Regions from separate parts of the Mus musculus genome. Here region 2 is linked to region 1. A link is a contact called in public promoter capture Hi-C data. All regions are on one chromosome and are shown on one strand. Each heading gives the region's core, a stretch centred on a gene start, on an enhancer-like site or on the middle of the called end of the contact. The rest is flanking DNA. Distances are from core to core; before and after follow the strand shown. Region 1 overlaps Fam160a1 (family with sequence similarity 160, member A1). Region 2 has its middle 55 kb from the start of Fam160a1.

What was found. Capture Hi-C pulls out chosen DNA fragments and counts their contacts.
Region 2: a promoter capture Hi-C map of pancreatic islet shows a contact between it and region 1. The contact joins two enhancer-like sites. A contact is called at or near these places in 1 of 15 datasets of contacts at CTCF or cohesin (the NIH/3T3 cell line) and 3 of 9 other capture datasets (adipose tissue, liver and pancreatic islet).

The regions. Positions count from the first base shown.
Region 1 is chr3:85,674,687-85,678,845 of GRCm38.p6, reverse strand. It overlaps Fam160a1 (family with sequence similarity 160, member A1), which reads left to right. Exons shown (of 12, transcript NM_172682.3): 8 at 2,585-2,775. Among named protein-coding and RNA genes, the nearest start is that of Gm40082, 36 kb to the left of the region's middle. Within about 2 kb of position 1,500, at least 9 of the 459 cell types and tissues checked have an H3K27ac peak or open chromatin away from gene starts, as enhancers often do. A contact at or near this core is called in pancreatic islet, where this site is marked.
Region 2 is chr3:85,799,298-85,803,375 of GRCm38.p6, reverse strand. No RefSeq gene overlaps it. Among named protein-coding and RNA genes, the nearest start is that of Fam160a1, 55 kb to the right of the region's middle. Within about 2 kb of position 2,730, at least 2 of the 459 cell types and tissues checked have an H3K27ac peak or open chromatin away from gene starts, as enhancers often do. A contact at or near this core is called in pancreatic islet, where this site is marked.

The sequences.
Region 1 (4,159 bases), core at 251-2,750:
TTATTACTTCCTAATGTAAATAAAATCTCCACACAAAATTATCAAATAGTCAAAAGATGGCTTAATGAAAAATACCTGTACTAAATGCCTACGTGATTTTTCTGCTAGCATCAACCACAGTATATTCCTGTTTATTGTTTGAGATACTTTTAGAGTTCTGTTCCTGATCTCTCAATGATGGATAGACACAGGGCTAAGGTACAGTGTGCCCTCTTACCCTTGATTAAAAAACAAAAAAACAAAAAAAACAAAAATCCAAAGGAACAGCAGCTGGGAATCCTAGCTTGTTGGGGGTGACTGTCCCCATTTACAGTCCACAGAACCTCTGCTTAAACCAACAGGGATGGAGTTCCTTCATTTGGTTTATTTAAAAGGAGATTCTGAGCCTCTGCTGAGAACATGCATTTTCAGAGTTATACATTGTCAACTCTTTCTTCTAAAATAATCTCAAGCTATCTACTGGTGGTATTTGATAAATAGCTTTATTAGTTTTGATCCAGTGTTCCATTTTCTTTAAAAAAATACTTCAAGCAAAGAGTAGAGGCATGTATATCAATTTAAGTCATGAGGGATGGTTGGTTTGAGCTGCAAACAGGCATTGAGCTCGTGCAGTCTATGAACTGTTGATTCCATGAATAGTTAATGATTCACGTGAAGACACAGTGAGTCCTGTGCTATCTGCATGGCTGTAGGCCTTACTCCACTGGGAAGAGAAGAGTTTGTGTCAGTGCTTCAGGACAGGCTTCCTTGCTGGCACCCCTGCCACCTTGGTCCCTTGGGATACAGCAGCCATTCCCTCTCCAAGCAAGGCTCTGATGAATTCACGAACATGTCTTTCTCCCATCCTTATCATTTGTGTCTGCTGTGCTGTCTTCCCTGCCCTGGCCCTTTTTCTGGATGCTGCTGCCTCACTCCCATTGTATCCTGAGCCCCGGTTGCCTGCATCCCTCTTCCCGTGCTATCCCCTCCAGCTAGCTGCCCTGAGGTCCTGGGACAACTAGATTCCCTGTGATTCTCTCTGAGTTCCAGCTGGGCAATGCTCAGACCGAGGTGGGGGAATGCTTCTCTCCCCGCTGTCACCCCAGTTACCAAGGCATCTCAATTCAGAGAGCCCTTATGAGGAAGGATGTCTTATTTCCACCCACATCATCCATCCTTGCTCCTGTAAGGTTCAGACACAGCTCTCCACCGAGTCTGAAGAAACCAGTCTTCTTCTTGTACTTCCCTCCCTCTCTGCTCCTTTGTTCTTGTTGCTTTCAAGATGCAGCTTATGAATGTAGATACTGCCACACCCGAGGTGACTGATGGGGTGAATCCAGCCCTTAGAAACAGCAGTGTGTGTGCCCGTGAGGGTGGAGGGCAGAAGGAAGGAGACAGGGTCCTGTTACCTAGCTACACTAGAATTTAAAACTCATACGGGGAGAGTGCTCTTGACGTGATCGCTTAGAGTGGATCAAGGGATTGCATGTTTCTCTCCCTGACTCAGGCTCCTTGCAGCAGATGGGCCGTGAGAACAAACTTAGGTTTCCTTCATTGGAATCAGGGGGAGATGTGAGGAAGCGCTCCATGATCACCGGCTCCTAACATGCCCTGTGAGCTGTGCTTTTTATCTTCTCCATGCGGTCCTCAGTCCCAGATTGTTTGCCTTTGTGCTGCCTCTTTCTCAGGAGCTGTATTAGGTAGTAAGCACATTCTGGTTTATTTAAAGATTGTGCTTGCTCAGATGGGAGCTTAGGCTACTGTGAAACTGGCTCTGGCATGGATCCTTCAACCTACTTGGTCCATCCTTGTTGAAATGGCTGGTGCGGTGTTTCTCGTTAGAACAGGCAGGCACTCAACATGTCCATTCTACCCATAAGTCTCACTAATATGCTCCTCTCTGTCTAAAACACAACCATGTTTTCTCTTCCCTGGGTTCATGTTAACGTGAGGATGCTTTCAGTCTCCAGCCAACCTGGGCATCAGGGCCCAGGGCTCCCCGCTGAGCTGTCAGGCATCATCTTTCCTCATGGTCATGGAGAACAGGAGAGGGTCTGGAGGGATTTGCCACCTTTACTTAGGGCCTATTCACTTAGAGTCAGTTTTAGGGATCATAAGACAAGAGTGCTGAAGCAGTTCTTGCTTGGGCAGCACATTTGCTGAGGAGGAAGATTAGACGTATTTGTCATGCGAGAGTAATAATGCTTCCAGGCGCACACACACAGGAGAGGGAGAAGAGCTCTGCCTTCAAGTACAGAGCTGGAAGTCTCCCTAGAGAATGTGGTGCTTCCAGATAAGACATTGTCAGGCAGAGAAGTGAGAAGGTTCACTCCAGGAGGAGGTTGCAGTGGACTTAAAGGCATAGGGGTAAAGAGAGAAATGTAATGAGGAAGGTCATAGGCTAGAAATGTTCCAAGAGAACAGTTCTGTCGGAAGGAAGAAGCTCTTAGCATCCTTTTAAGCAAGGCAGTGGATGCCAGTGGCCAGTGTGCTGGGTGGGGAGAGGGCGGGTCTTCCCCTGCTCATGATCCTTGTATGGTAATCATTCTGGTAGTGGTGGTAGGGCATTGCAGAAACACTGAATGCCTGCTCTTTGTCATTTCAGGTATCTGGTCCCCTGCAATCACATGATGCTGAGTCAAAGGTGGGCTGTGAAGGAGAGAGACTGTTACTCCGTGTCCGCTGCCAAGCTGCTTGCCTTGACCCCTGTCTGTTGTGCCAGTGGCATCACTTTGACACTTGGGAACCAAGAAAGGGATTATATTCTCTGGTCCAAGTGTATGCATGATGGCTCAGGTGGGAACACGTTAGGAATGGTCTTTAAACTTGATGTCACATCCATCTCTCCTGGCATGATGTATCTCTTTGGGTATAAGAAATAACTGGAGTTAAAGAGTAGTTGGAGCCTTTTCCCATTTTTAAGAGTTACAGGCTCTGTGGTTAGTATTCACCAAGACACCTGTCTTCACCTAGTCATTTAGCACAGATTTTTATCTTACATGTCCTTTTTAGTGGTATCTTCAGAGCCCAAATAGGAAAGTGTATGCTAACATGTCTTCTAAAACAGAATGAGTTACAGATGTTGAGTCTATAACCAAGGCAGACCTGCTTTTTAAGTTCCAAAATTTGAAGTTCAGATTAAACATGATTTTCCAAAACTTGCTAGCTATGTTCTCTGTGCAATCACATTTAAGGACAGGGAGGAGGTAGTGCCACCATTTACAGATGAAGAAACAGACTCAGGGAGGAGAGACTACTTGTTCAAGGTTATGTCACACGCAGCTTCTCTGAATCCACATCCCATGTTTGTTCTGCATCCTGCCTCTAGAGTTGCAGAGTCCCAGTGAGTGGTCTCCATAGCAAGCTGGCAGAATTGCTGTGTAGCAGTTAACAGCTAGGATTCTGATCTTACCACCTTTTAGGGGAGAATTCTTAATCATTGCAAACCTCCTCCTTTTATGTGTGAATAGTACCTACTCCAAAGGACTGCCCCCAAGGCACACAGGGCTCTTAGGAGGCTTTCTCAGCGTGGAGCCACTGCTCAGGAACTATTCCCAGGGATAGTTCAATGAAATGTATAAGAAAGGTGACACTAACAGGAGAATGGTAAACAAAGGGGCATGGGCTTCGTCTATACTCCTAAAGACTCAAGCCTGACCCAGTCAGGTAGAGATTTATTATGAAGGAGCACAGAGCTCACAAAGACATGGCACTGGAGTGTGGAGAGGGTCCAGAGCAGGCCAGTGCTTGAATCACCCATGACCCTGCCACAGCTGGGGTGGGTGTTCTTCTATCTGTGAGCACGTGAGGGAAACATGTCTATCAGATAGGATCATTAACTTCTATGCCAGTGATAAAGCTCTTACAATATCTGAGATGTTTAGGGGGTGGTGGAAGGCATAGTGTTCTCTAAGTCAGTCTTTTCTAAACATTTCCTTTGCTGGGAAATTACAAACTTTAAAACAGGTGCTTTCACAACTATTTCAGTAATGCTATTGAAATTTGTAATATGAAGTCAGTCGCCTTCAAACACAGGCCACTTTCTCTGTTTTGGCTTGACTGTGACTTGACTTCAAGAGAGCGTCTGCTGTGTGTCTACATCCTGAGTGTTGCCAACAAAGTGCAGTGAGTTAATTGTCTTTCCTGGAAGCCCAGGATTTTCCTACCAGAAAATCTGGTT
Region 2 (4,078 bases), core at 1,481-3,980, 120 kb before region 1:
TCTAAAAGTGAGGTGATGTCACCTCTCTGTTTCTGGTTTCATTATCAACTTCCTTTCATCCCCAATATTTTCCTCCTGCTGGTGGCTTCCTGAAAAACTGGGCCCTTGTGATCTCTAGTTCACAATAAGATGCTAAAAGGTAAAATATAGACCTCTTGAGATGTAACCAGATAGGTATTACACAATGCACAGAAGTAAGAAGGGCAGCACACCCGATCCATGTTTTCAATGTGGCTCCAGAGAACACATGTGCACACGAAGCCTGAGAACATGGACCTGTGTCTTGGGATAAAAGGCAAGCTGAGAGATCACTGATGGCCCAGGCCACTGATGGCCCAGGCGAGGTGCTGGACAAGGTGATCGCTGATGGCCCAGGCGAGGTCCTGGACATGGTGATCTCAGGATCTGAGGTCAGAGAATTCCAAATCTGAGGATAATTTGTCTGAAGAGAAAACAAATAAAAGGTGTCTATGTTGGTAGAGGAGAGGCAAGAGAAAGTGAAAGACCAAGGCGACACTTTCAAGTCTTTCAGTGCCCTGTTTATGTGCTTGGGTCCCAGGCCTGCTCTTTGCCTGTTTCCTTCCTGAGAGCAAGAATCCTGGTACCTAGTCTGTCTGTGAGACTAGATACTGATCAATACTTCCTTCTCTGTACAAAACTTGATCCTGTGGCTTGCCTAAGTGATCTAAATTCTCTCCCAAACTAGATGTGCTCAGTACAAGTCCAGCCCTTGGACCACTATAGATGCTGGTTCTTCGCCTGTGCTTTTCTGCAATGTCCTAACTCTGACTTGATAAAGGAAGAACAATTTCTGATGGCCAGTGTCCTGTGCATGCTCCATAGAATGTCACTCCGAATTCCTTCCATTTTCTACAAATCCTCATTTTCTTCATTCTGATTGATTGGAAGTTACTAGAGTTAGAGCAGACCCTGCTACTGTTTATAGGTTTTCAGCTATTTCAGGTGACAGAAGGATGTTATGGTCGCTATGAGGCCATTATGAGAGGCAGGTTTAATGACTTGTAATTGCCAGTGTAGAAAATGGCCACAGGACATGGAGAAATTTAAAATTTTATACAGAGGAAGGAACAATGGGAACCTGGTGGCCAGTTTTTATTTTTTTCTAGGCCTCCAAAAGACCATTTTGATTTGACAGCAACTAAATAAAACAACCACTAAGTAACTGGGTAGAGTCTGCTAGTTTATATTTGTTATTAAGTTACTAAACATCCAAAAATATCTCCCCCCTCTTGAGTTAGATTGAGGTCAATCATTTTAATCAATTAAAAAGCCTTTCACTTTAAACAAAAATTAAAATATTTAGGTACCATATCCAATACTGTAAAATCAAGGCCTACTTGGGAGATGGTCTGCTTGGCTTAAATCCTCGTTCCTTCCTTTGTCATTTGGAACAAGTTATTTAGCCTCTCTGCCTCAGGTCCCTCAACTGTAAACTGGGAAATAATGGTATCGTATCTCCTAGGGCTATTGTGAGGACTGTGTTAGTTTATATGTACAGCATTTAGCTGCTCAACTACTGCTGGAATCGGATCTATTATTACTTATTCTATTGTTTATTGTGGCCTTGGAGTTAAGGACCTAATCTTGCTTATGATATTATCAATGTATTCAAGGCAATACGTTTAGACATTCACAGAAGGAAAAACCTAAGCCTAATTCTGTGAGGTATTATCAATCACAAGATGACTGGTGACACTGGATAGTTTTTAGTAGATTGCCACTATGGATACAGCACATGTGTGTCTTTTGATCAATGCCCTTTTAGGTGGCAGAGTGCTATGGCACTGAAAAGTCCTGCTGCCTCTGCCCTGAGTGTCTCAGGGACATGGTCTGACATGACAGTCAGTCAGAGTCAAGTTTTCACTATGCAAATATGGATTTGTAAATATGAAAATCATAGGAGCGCAGCTCCCTGTGGGGTTTAGATTTGATTCGGATAGCAAAGTACACAGAATTTAAATTTCAGTGATTCTAGCAGTAATAAAGGCAGCTTAAACATTCAAAGTCAAGTTATTTTGTAGAATAAACTGCCCAGGCATGGAAGAGGGACTTTCCTTAATTTAGGTTGTAGACATGAATTTGGAAGCTTTAAACATTTGTAAGATGTACATCTTTGCTATTTTTGATATACAGAACATTTTGAAATAAAATGTGCTTACTTGAAACACCAAAGACAATTTCTAAAGTTTTATCTTCAAATTAGTCTGTATATTTTGTATGTGTTTTATAGTCAAGTATACCTGTGTTACTATGCATGTGTGTACATATAAAATAATGTGATCACATTAAAAGCAAATTGTGGAAAGAGACTATGGGTTTATTTGTTTTTTCTTAAGATTTCTTTATTTTTATTTATGTGTATCAATGTTTCCTGCATGTATGCCTGTGTACCACATATGCCTGGAGCCCATGGAGGCCAGAAGAGGACATCTGATCTTCTGGGACTGGAGTTACTGATGTTTCTGTGTTCTACAGGGTCCTGACTCACAGAGCCATCTTTCAGCCCGATTTTTTTATTATTATTATTAAGTAAAAATAAAGCTCTTTTCTTTGAAAGTGGGTTTTGAACAACCACAAAAAAGAGAGCAGCACTATGTCAATTAATATTCTGTTTTACGTATTTTGATGCAGACAGTCAAACCTCTGGCCTCACTCGAGCTGGGCAAGTGCTCTGTCACTGGGCTTGTAATGCCTTCAGCCTTTAGTAGTCGATCCTTCATGTGAGAGAAACAAATACTCAATTGATCTCATGCGGTCATTCATGTGACTGGTTTTCTACACCAGCAGAAAAATTTGATTAATTGCTATTAACTGTGATAAATCCCATGGGTAATGAAATTTTTTGGTCTATCTATTTTCTCCCTGTTATTCAAACAAATTAATAAAACAGCTTGCCAGACCACCATAGACAATAAATATGTGTTCTGCACCAGCACAGGAGCACAGTGCTGCCCAGTGCTTTCTTGGGCTCTGGAGCTCCAGGGTCCTGCCCTTGTTGGCAGGGTCTGAACCCTGAAAGCTGCTGGGAGCTTCCATTAGGCTCTTGTACTTCACTGAGTATTTGCTAAGGCGTAGACTTGCAGTCTGTCAACACTAATACAAAGGTGGATATGAAGCCAATCCAGCATTAAACCTTTTACTTTGCTTTTGATAAGTTTTGTCTTTCTAGTTACCTAGGCAATCAGTATTAAATTACTGAATCTTAAACTTTGAGATAGCTAAAGAGTTTGATGTGATTTTTTTTCTAAAGTGATTTAATGCATTATGGATAGACAATTATCAGTTATAAAGATAAATAATTGGGCAGTGAGTGCTATTAAATGGAACATGACATAACAAAATCCCAGCTCTATCTCTTTCAAACCCATATAAATTTCTTTCTTTTGTTTTTGGTGGGTGGTGAGTGGAGACAGGGTTTCTCTGTTTAGCCCTGGCTGTCCTGGAGCTCACTCTGTAGATCAGGCTGGTCTTGGACTCACAGATTCGCCTTCCTCTGCCTCTGAAATCTACACTTGGGAGGATTAAAGGTATGTGCCTGGCTTCCAGATACTTTTTTTTTTTTTTTTTTTTTTTTTGGTTTTTCGAGGCAGGGTTTCTCTGTGTAGCCCTGGTTGTCCTGGAACTCACTTTGTAGACCAGTCTGGCCTCGAACTCAGAAATCCACCTGCCTCTGCCTCCCAAGTGCTGGGATTAAAGGCATGCGCCACCATGCCCAGCTCAAAAATGTGTAGCCCAGGTTGGCCTCGAACTCGTGATCCTCCTGCCTCTGCTTCCTTCAGCAAATCCTACCAGTGTGCGCCACCACTACCGGCCCAGATACGTTTATCATCCCTTTAGATTACATGTTTTTCCTTCCTTTTGAGCCTAGTAGGCTCAAAACTGAGGCCACAACATCCTCTTGCCTTAGACTTCCAAGTAGATGTTGTTCCTACAGCTGTGTGCCATTACAGCTAGCTCCACTTGCTTTTGTCTACATTGTTGGGTTCTGTTTTCTAATATTTTCTTGAGGATTTTTGCATTTGTGTTCATAAAAAGATGCTTGTATGTAGTTTTTCTG